Linked DNA regions of Mus musculus: all the other regions are linked to region 2. A link is a contact called in public Hi-C and promoter capture Hi-C data. All regions are on one chromosome and are shown on one strand. Each heading gives the region's core, a stretch centred on a gene start, on an enhancer-like site or on the middle of the called end of the contact. The rest is flanking DNA. Distances are from core to core; before and after follow the strand shown. Region 1 has its middle 39 kb from the start of Gm36521. Region 2 has its middle 29 kb from the start of Uox. Region 3 overlaps Prkacb (protein kinase, cAMP dependent, catalytic, beta).

Region 1 (3,609 bases), core at 120-2,619, 150 kb after region 2:
TCTTCGTAAGTCCAGGCTGTCTGATAGGCCAAGAGAGTGGAGCAGGAGGGAGGATAGAATATGGTGCTGGATTATGCCAGACAGAATCTGTCATCCTGGAATGGGATCCCAGTTTTCCCAGATCTTTCTCGTTCAGAGAAGCAAAGTTCCCATTCTTTGTGACATCCGTTGACTTTAAAATTTGAACAATGGGCTTGTTAAATATGTCGAAGCTGTATGTAAGCGAATCAATCCTCCTGCCTCCACGGCTATGTCTGGCCTTGGGACGTGCATTTGTAACCTCCCCTCCCTTTTCCCCTGGAAATGTTCTCATCATGACCAAAGATTCAACCGTTAGCATGCACTACGCAGGGTAGCCTGCAAGGATATCTGTCTATCCAGATGTCTGTGATGAGCTGAAGCCATCCCAACTGCATGCTGGACAGCTCTGTCAACTCAGACCTGCTTCTCAAACTGAGACCCCAGGCCCTCCTTCCCTAATGTGCTCTGCCATCATTCCCTCCAGCATACTCTGAAGCTGGTCTCAATTCCCTTCTTACTAGATTCTCACAAGACACTTCGTGCATCTTTTAGGATCCATGCTGTTCTCTGCTTCTAGCCTACTCCAACAAGATGCTATAAAGAACACCACAAAACAAGACCCCTAGGATTTCTGTCTTATAATTCTGAAGGCCAGGTGTCTCAGACTACGGTGCCTTCACTGTGGTGCTATGGCATAAACCAGGACATCAAGGGGTAACTCCTGCGAATTGGTTCTTCCTCTATCGTGTGCATTCCTGGGATTGAACTCTGGTTACCATGCTTGGAGGCACTACCCTCTACCTGCTGAGCCATCTCAAAGCCTTTTCTATTTAGCATCCTCCAATAGTTCCCAACAATCTGTAGGGTGACCCGCACAATCCTTGTATCACTTGCTGGCTGCCTCTCATGATAGGACTGAATAGCCTTTCTACCTTATCACTCCTTCAGTGCTTACTGCTATGGCCGAACCTTCATCATAGCTCCCTACACTCCTAAAGGCATTGACCTGGAATGCCCTCCCCCATTGAGAGACTGGGGCCCCCTGGAGTCTTAAAGTAAAGCAGAAGGTGCCTGTGTGTTGTAAGGTGTTCCTTGTATTTTTTCTGCAGTAGCTCTGAGCTTTCCTGATATGATTTTCATCTTTTATGTCTCCTATGATTTTATTTGTTCTCAGTTTTGTTCTGTATCAGTTTTGTGTCACAACTTCTCAGCTCAGTGTACACACACACACACACACACACACACACACACACAGAGTAATATTTCTGAGGGAACAAATGAATGAACAAGGACTCATCTAGGCAGATGGCATCTGTCCTATTTACCATCAAAATTCCTCCCGAGGAGGTGTCATTCTTTGACGTATTTCTTGTCCCTCTTTCCAAATCAGTTGCTGCCTTCCGCCAGCTGCAGAGCTCTCTGAATGATTTCAAATGTGGGATTCAAAATTGGCTGCCAAGAAATGCTACTTCATCTCTATTCTAGAGGAATGTGATGTTTCCTCTGACCCAGGGAAACCATCAGTCCTAGGTCAGGAGATTTTTTTCCAGTGACAGAAAGGAGTTAACAGGGACAGACTTGAAATTTGCTCATTCCTTTGGTATTCCAAAGGTGTCCCGAGGCTGCTCTCTTGTTCAGAGTGCATAGGCAAAGGCCACAAGGTCAGGGTTTTAATTATATAGTGCCAGGAAGTGTCAGCATGGGTCAAAGTTGCAGACTTTTGCAATACTATTCCAGGTCTAGACATGAAATGAAAATCACAATGCATTGCTTTTAGTCCCAGAGCAAATTGGTCATCCTTCCAAAGCTAGGAGGCACAGACACAAAGGGATAGGTCTACAGGCTTGTACCAGGGCCCAGGGACCAGATGAGATATTTTTAAAATGTCTGAGCTTTCATCTAATTTTCATAGGCATATTATATTATCGATACATCCTTCTGGGGAAAGGAAAATAATGAACCTATGACCTTAGACCATAATGTACTTCGGATGTTGCTTTGAAAAGAAACATACTGAAATATGAATTGTATTTTTTACAAGCGAGGAGGCAGAGAGCAACAGTCTTGGCAGATTTGACAGAAGCAACGGGAAGGTCTGGTTGGAACTTGACTCTGGGTAGATACTACTTGGAAGTCTATGTTCATTATAGTTTCTGCTTCTGATGCAGACAACGGCCGGCCATAGAATCACAATTTTTGTGCTTCTGTGTCATAGTCAATGAATTCTTCCAGCTCATCCTCTACTTCTGATGACAGTTCCTTGGGCCAATGTGTTCAGAGTATTCTCAGCCCAGCGACACTTTATGGAAGGTACATCCAGGTTGATAGAGAGGCCCCAGATCAGCTCACCCTGTCAGGACTACAGCCTGTCTGATAAGAGGAAGCCAGCAAGGAGACATACAGGAGCCACAGGACAGCACAAGAGCTCTCTCAGGTGACCAACTCAACAGTTCCTTATGCTGGCACGATTCACATGATGGTGTGATCTGGTGTTCCATGCACACCCCTGAGTATCTGTTGAGTTCAGAAGCATCACCCTTTGTTTGCTCATTTACAACGTGTGAGAATGTAAGTGATTGAGGGGACTGTTATTAAAGGCACCATTCAAATCTGCTGTAATGTTAAATCAAAATATATCCATCAGGATCTTGGGTGTCTGAGTTATTTGCAACTAAATACCAGCTGCTACATTACAACAGATGATGGTACATCCATGTGTTCAGAGTTATTATGCCTGAGGATCACTGCATAGGACGGACAGAAGCCAAAGCTGTTGTAAGGAGAGGGCTCATTGGAGGCTAGGCTAGGGAAGACCAGGATGTCGCATGCATAATAGTGATGCCCAGATGAGTGTCTACCCTAACGTGATGCCTGACATAGGGACTCATGCCAGAGTTGCTCTCCAGTTACCACCCTAAGTCCAGTCAGTCTTTCCTTGATGGAATGAGGATGGAATGTCAAGCCCTTCCCTTCTTTTTATCTGGAGACCCATACATTGCCTCAGTTGTATGGATGATCTCCGAGCAACTGTTTTCTGTAGCAACCTCAGCTCATCAGACTGGATTGTGCTTAAAAAATAGCATGTAAGCAAATTATTTCTTCCTTTGACCAAATAGTTGGGAGTATTTGGAGGTGGATGAACGATTAATTAAAAAATAGACTGTATTTTCTCTGTCCTGAGTTGGGTATGTGATATGGCCAGTCGTGGTTGTCATCTTGACCACATCTGGAATCATCTACAACTCAAGCTGCGGGGCCTGCCTGTGAGGCACTTTCTTAATTGGATCATTTCAAGTGGAAGGCTCACCTTAAATCTAGGCTTTGCTTTCTGACGGCAGCCCAGATAAAAGGACATGGAAGAAGGGCACTTTTGCTTTGACTGCTTGCCTTCAGTCTCCCTGCTAAGTTCGTTTCTCCTATGGCTAAGACATTCCTTCACTGGCATTAGACCCATACTCTTCTATGTTATGCTCAAGAGGCCTCCATCTCCTCCCTCTTTGGAAATGCTATGGTAGAGTGTGGCTGCTGCTTTAATCTTCCGCCTCTGAAGAACGTTTACTGAAGATCAGTCAGTTCTGAGAAAATGGC
Region 2 (3,160 bases), core at 453-2,952:
GATTGCCGACAGTATCTCTAGTAAGATGAGAGTCAGGGCAGAACACTGAGCAAAACAGCTCGAGTTCAGATGGAAGAAAGGAAAACTTGGAAGATGGTGATAGGAGAGAGGAGGGAGGCAAACATTACACACATACATACACACATACACATAATACATACATCCCACACACACATCCCACACATACATACATGCCACACACACCACACATATACACATACACATACAAACACATATATGACATAACACATACACACGACATATAACAAACACACAGTTTTGTGGCCTCATCAGTTAAGGGTACTTGATGTTTTTGTAGAGGCCCTGGATCCAGTTCTCAGCGCCCACACAGCTCACAACCAACTGTAACAAACTTCAGTTCCAGAGGATCCCACTTATGCATGTGGTACACAGACATATGAACAGGCACACACACACACACACACACACACACACACACACACACACACACACATACGCGCACGCGCGCACGCGCTTGTACCTATACACATACACAAGGGACCATCTTTAAAACAACACACAAAAATACATGTATATGTGCATAACTTATGTGTGACTCATGCTTGTACATCAGAAAGAACATAAAAAAAATCCCCAATTATCTTTGGATGAGATTTTCAATATTGCAACCTGAAATAAATTTCATATTTTAAGTAGCGATGATATTAAAAGCCAGAATAATGCAACCTAAACTTGCCAACCTAACATTTTTATTTTGGAAAGTAATTTCTCTAAGATGCTTTATGTAGTACTTTGCCCTTCTTAAACAGAATGTTCTGAGCACAAGTTGACCTTTTCTTCATAGCTCACTTTAGACATCCATCATCTTGCTGTGTGATAGTCCAGCCGTGCCCTCAGGAGTGTCTGGGGTGCACACGCAGGGCTGCAGGCCAAAGCTAAATGGCTCCAGACAGCAGCACTTAAGAGCTTTGTGTTTCCACCTGTCATTCCCCTGCCTCTGTTAGTGTGTCCCGACTGCTTCGTTCTTTGTGTTTCCACCTGTCATTCCCCTGCCTCTGTCAGTGTGCCCCGACTTCTTCGTTTTGTGTATACCTGTGGAACGAGTGATGCCAACCACCCCCAAGGTACAAAGACTCAGGAACAGCCAGTCCTGTTTGGTGGGTTCTCCCACCCCCAGGTATGACCCAAAAGTGACCCAAAAGAACTCAGGCACTTCCTGCCCACCTGGACCAGGAAGGGACTGAAATTTAGTTACAAGCCTGACTTCCTGGACATGGGGAAAACCCAGCGAGTCATACAGCATGGACCAGCCTGTCCCTGGTTCCCAGACCTCCTCCTCCTCCTCAAAGACGCGTAAAGCTGAGTCACCAGGAAGCTCTGATTAAGTCCTGATCTACAGATGGTCCTGAGCTCTGGGCACTGCTCTCCGTGACTCACCAAGTTCACTGCTTCGCTCCTGTTGCTTTTCTGTCTTTTGAGTGGGATTAATTTTGTCCCTACCCAAATTGGCTATTTCCCGAGCTACTTTTCCTGGTCTCCAGGAACCAGCTATCCTAGAGACAGAGTATGCCATAGTTAGAATTTGTTGTTTATTTCCCACACATGAAGGTACTACTTCCCTGGGCTGCAGAGCCGCCTGCTCACATGGTCGTGGGCACTCCCAAGGGCAGAGGCAGGGCCAGGTGTAACATGTGTCCAACAGCCAGGGCTGCAGGCCAGCAACCATGAAAACAGCAGGGCTGGTTTGACTTTGTACCCAGAGTCCCAGCTTATGCTCTGAGGTCTTGCACAGACAGGATAGACCTGGTTCTCAAGGATTCAGGATTCTCAACACCAGAAAATGATGGCTTTGGCTTTGGAAGACACGGTGAGAATGTACTCTGTCTGAGCACAGCCCCCCAACCCTCTTAATGTATCTGTCAGAAGTCCAGGTGCACAGAGTTGTGTGCCAGGCACCGAAATACAGATTGAATCACCTTTTCAGAAACAAGTGGGCTGCGTTCACAGACATCAGCAGGAGCCTCCAGTGGCTTCTTCAGCAATCAGTTGCCACTAAATTACCAACAGCAGATGCTGCAATACAATCTTTATATAGAAAGTCCTTACTCACTAAGTGTGTAATGGTTGTTAAGTCATCAATAATGAGATCCCAGAGGCTGTGAGAGTCGAAACAGCTTCCTGTCTCTCCCTCCCTGGACCAATGCTCTCTCTTGGGTTTTACCAAGTAAGCTTTGTAGGGGCAGCTGTCTTGGATGGTAGGTACACACTCAGGTAAGGGAGTAAGAAATAAAGTAAGTAAAAAAAAACTTGCTACATTTAATTTAAAAGGTGATGCTATCCTTTGTATAAATACACTGAAATGTATAGTAAAATTCATGATAGGATGTGTATAAGTGTATTAACATCAACTTTTCAGATGAAAGAAGCAGTAGGTTTTAAAGTAACTAAGTGTTTAGAGGTATGATTTATAGACAGCCAAGTCTTAACATTTGAGAATATAGTTTAATAAATTTTCTAAACGTATATGTGTTTGTAACCACTACCAAATAAAGGGCCAAATATTTGCATATCTACCAAAACTTGCTTCACGTCTCCTTTAGCCTGTCACATTTCCCTTAGCCTGTCACATTTCCCGTAACCCCTGCTGACTACTGATTTGCTTTTTCATGTTACTTTGAATTTTCCCCGTTGCTTAGATGAAATTATGATCTTCTATAGTGAGGATTTCCTAAAGAAATAAATGACCATATGTTTGTTTTCTTGTTGTTGTTGTTTTGTTTTGTTTTAATGTAAAGCTATGTTAGAAACACAGGTGAGGGGACTGGAGAGATTGCTCAGAAGTTCAAAGCCCATGCTGTTCTTCAGGAGGCCTTCGGGTCAGTTCCCAGTGCTCACGTTAGGCCACTCACAGCTAGCTGATATTCTAGCTCCAGGGGATCTGATGCCCTCCTCTGGCCTCTGAGGGAACCTTTATGAACATGTGCACATAAGCACACACTCACACATCTGCATGCACACACACACACACACACACACACACACACACACACGCCAAAATAAAAATGAGTCTTCAAAAATACAGATGGGCTTTTTATTTTCTTGATTTGCTCTGACTCTCAACCCTGTCCGTCCCAAACACATACTCCAGCCATGTGGCTGACCAGCCTTGACCCTTAGA
Region 3 (3,298 bases), core at 316-2,815, 180 kb after region 2:
AACAAAAGGGTGAGTGAGGGGTGTGGGGTAAGTGCTAAGCAGGGTGCCTCCTCCTGTGAATCCAGAAGTTAATTACATGGCCTTCTTTCTGTGGGGGGAGGGCACATGAGTGCCTTCTTCTGTCTGTGAACTCAGGGCCCTTTCCTGCAGAGCTATCTCTCAACTCCCAAAGCTTCCAATGCTTGCGTTCCTTCTCTACTGAAAACGGAAGGAGTAATTCCAGAAAAGTCTCAAGCATGAGCTAAGGTGAGAAGTAATGACTTTAAGCAAATACTTTTGGAAGAAAAATTAGAGACTAAAAGTGCAAAAGAAAAGTTTATGGAGTAATTTTGGAGAGTGTTACATGCTCAGTCCACAAATGATCAAGGGTCATTATTTCCTACTTGCTAAAAATCAGCACCAATTATAATCCCATTAAACATACTCAATTCTGTTGAACTCAATTCTGTGAATTCTTCTTTGAAAAGGCCCATCCAAGTTATTTTGACTTTTAATTTTGATGTAATTCAAATAAGACATCTATTTTTAGAGCAGTTATATAAAGACAGCTCCTAAAACTCTAAGTATAACTTCACGTGAGGTTAGGTCTGGTTTACAGGAATACTGAGAGCGACTGCACTCACAGGTAGCTGGCTCCTTCTTCTGACCCTGCTGACCTGGTTGCACAGGAGCTCTTTAGTCTAGAGGAGCATCGATACAGAGTCTCTACCTCCCGGCTGCTTGGGGCAGTGACCTGACATCACGATATGGCTCGAATCTGCAGCTTTAACTTCACGCAGAGCTCCGGGGGAAGAAGTAATGAGACTTACCTTTCCAGAGACAATCTTCTCATAGATCTGAATTGGCTGGTCAGCAAAGAATGGAGGGTAGCCAGCAGCCATCTCATAGATCAGCACGCCCAGTGCCCACCAGTCCACCGCCTTATTGTAACCCTGGGATAGAGCAACATCAGCGAACACTAAGACACCAGTGATTTCAAAATGATCTGGAAATGTATGAACATGACTGTAGCAGTTTTTAGCAACTGTGTAGAACAGAATATGATAAATGAATAAAACCTATCAGGGCAAGTTTAATTAAATGAAGCAAAGAATTTCCAGATATTGGAATGTGTTATTGGGAAGAACTGTTAAATCTGAGTCCTAAAAATCACTGAGAATAACACTGACAGCAGAAAGGGAATTAGAGCAAAGTGCCGCTCGAGGCCCAACCTAGGCCACAGCCCTATGCATTAGGTGTGCAACAGTCTAGCTAGGGAAGTCAGAAATTCTAAAACAAAATAGGATTATTGGAATAGCAAAAGATGGAACCAACTTCCGAACAGCCTACATTCTGGGGTCTGGAAGGCAGAAACACTTGACATAGTCACATCTATTTCCATATTTTCTGAAAACTTAAAATTTACTGTGGCCTCTAATCAGCAGTAGTGTCCAAGTACATGTGAAGTTTGCTACTTGCTTGTCTCCATGTTTCACCTCCTGCATAGGCTGCGTGAGCAGTGTACCCAGGGAAAGGCATGCTTACAGAGTACACTGTGAGGAAGACCAGTCAGAGGCGCTGACCTGCTCCGTTTGCCACGTGCTCTATCAAGCTCACTAAAAAGCACACGCTGAGCAATGTGTAAAAGTCAACACATTCTCAATACAGAATCCATTCATGCAGCATTGGTCTGTGCCAACTGCAGATTACAACGGAATGACAAAGCTCACCTTGTTGTTAAGATGTTTCAGACATCCCTTCGCTTAGGTGGTGAGTTTGAAAGAAAGGAAGAGCTGTCAGCTGACCCACCTTGTCTCTAGCTCAGCATCTGGGAAGGGCCTGGAACAAGCCCTCTGCACTGGGACCCTTCCTGGCTGGAAGAACCAGGACTGCCTGGGCTGCACTGAGGGTTGAGTCATTACTCTGCTTCATCAGGACTCAGAGTCAAAACTAACACAACTTAGAGATGTGTGACCAGCGCTAGGCAGACTGCCCCAGCAGGTTTGGATTTATAACTTTTTTTTTTAATTAGGTATTTTCCTCGTTTACATTTTCAATGCTATCCCAAAGGTCCCCCATACCCACCCCCCCAATCCCCTACCCACCCACTCCCCCTTATAACTTAAAGGACTTCAAGCTTCTGCCTGTGTGTGCCAGTCATACCCAGTACCTTGCTGAGGATGATCTCCGGGGCCAGGTACTCTGGGGTGCCACACAATGTCCATGTCCTGCCCTTGACTCTTTTGGCGAACCCGAAATCTGTGACCTATGAAGGGAAACAGGAATGTGAAAACTCACTCACAGAGTACAGAGGTCCTGTACTCAAATCCAAAGTTAAGAATTCAGGATTAAAATAATATACATGAAAAAAAAGTCCACACGATTAACAGTAATTCATGAAACCCCATCTCTTCTCAAAACAAAAACAACTCTCGTGTGGCAGGACACAGACCTATGCACCTCACAAGTGAACAGGAGGAGCAAAGGTAGAGGCCCAGTACACAGTAAGTGCTGGTGAGACACCCCAAAGTCCTGCCTGGCTCTGCCCGTGACATGGGTCATCCTCTGCGGACACACTTCTGACAGGTAAGCCCTAGAAAGCCGTGGCCTCAAGCTATTAAAGGAACTAGAGAAAAGATACCCATTAACTGCTGTGTCTGCAGTTAGGTCCCAGCCAGTCACGAATTTGAGTGGTAAACATTGCTAGACTTTCTGGGTTAAAATTCTAATTCTTCCATTCCTGACTATGTACCTGGCCATGACTGAGACACATTAACTTTGAGATTAGGAGTATTTATAATTCACATGGTTAATATTAGTATTAAAAGAGGCAACACAGATTGACTATTGCTTATCCAAAGTATTAGGTACCAAGAGTGCTTCAAAGTTTGGATTTTTCCAGTTTTTTTTTTTTTAATAATTCCAAATGAGCATCGAGATCCTGGTGAGGAGGCAGCCACAGAATTCATGTTCTGTAGACGATGCACGGTCACAGCCTGGAGGAACTGCAAACACTCTCATCAGGGCGCCTGACTCTGATCACACTGTCCCATGAAGTCACCTGAGCAATTCTCCACTTAGGGTGAGACGTCAATATACAAACGGATTTCCGACTGGACCAGTTTTGATTGGGGTTTTCAGACTGAGAGACTAGAGCTACACAGACAGGATTTCCGGCACCCACGACTACTCACACAGTTAGCCACACTGTTTCTTTTGGCAGGAGCCTAAGCTTAGCTCACAGCCACTGATTCTAGGGGATACAAACAGGCCCCTCCCCTCCTTCATGAGTGATGTACACACCTGTAAAGGCAGAGCT

The links. A called contact is a pair of places that touch in the nucleus more often than the background predicts. Capture Hi-C pulls out chosen DNA fragments and counts their contacts.
Region 1: a Hi-C map of cortical neurons shows a contact between it and region 2, with 3 times the contacts expected there. The contact joins two enhancer-like sites. A contact is called at or near these places in 3 of 39 promoter capture datasets (hippocampal neurons, liver and neural stem cells), 27 of 484 Hi-C or Micro-C datasets (the G1E-ER4 cell line, LSK cells, Th2 cells and 18 more), 4 of 115 datasets of contacts at active chromatin or transcription factors (embryonic stem cells, neural progenitor cells, pancreatic cancer cells and 1 more) and 3 of 9 other capture datasets (adipose tissue, embryonic stem cells and liver).
Region 3: a contact with region 2 is called in a promoter capture Hi-C map of pancreatic islet. The contact joins two enhancer-like sites. A contact is called at or near these places in 3 of 39 promoter capture datasets (hippocampal neurons, liver and neural stem cells), 20 of 484 Hi-C or Micro-C datasets (the C2C12 cell line, the G1E-ER4 cell line, LSK cells and 13 more), 7 of 115 datasets of contacts at active chromatin or transcription factors (SST interneurons, bone marrow-derived dendritic cells, bone marrow-derived macrophages and 4 more) and 3 of 9 other capture datasets (adipose tissue, liver and pancreatic islet).

What each region holds. Positions count from the first base shown.
Region 1 is chr3:146,721,857-146,725,465 of GRCm38.p6, forward strand. No RefSeq gene overlaps it. Among named protein-coding and RNA genes, the nearest start is that of Gm36521, 39 kb to the left of the region's middle. Within about 2 kb of position 1,370, at least 7 of the 459 cell types and tissues checked have an H3K27ac peak or open chromatin away from gene starts, as enhancers often do. A contact at or near this core is called in cortical neurons and trophoblast stem cells, where this site is marked.
Region 2 is chr3:146,566,674-146,569,833 of GRCm38.p6, forward strand. It overlaps a transcript of Dnase2b not described here. Among named protein-coding and RNA genes, the nearest start is that of Uox, 29 kb to the right of the region's middle. Within about 2 kb of position 1,703, at least 107 of the 459 cell types and tissues checked have an H3K27ac peak or open chromatin away from gene starts, as enhancers often do. A contact at or near this core is called in cortical neurons, pancreatic islet and trophoblast stem cells, where this site is marked.
Region 3 is chr3:146,744,451-146,747,748 of GRCm38.p6, forward strand. It overlaps Prkacb (protein kinase, cAMP dependent, catalytic, beta), which reads right to left. Exons shown (of 10, transcript NM_011100.4): 7 at 2,150-2,245; 8 at 810-932. Among named protein-coding and RNA genes, the nearest start is that of Gm36521, 61 kb to the left of the region's middle. Within about 2 kb of position 1,566, at least 4 of the 459 cell types and tissues checked have an H3K27ac peak or open chromatin away from gene starts, as enhancers often do. A contact at or near this core is called in pancreatic islet, where this site is marked.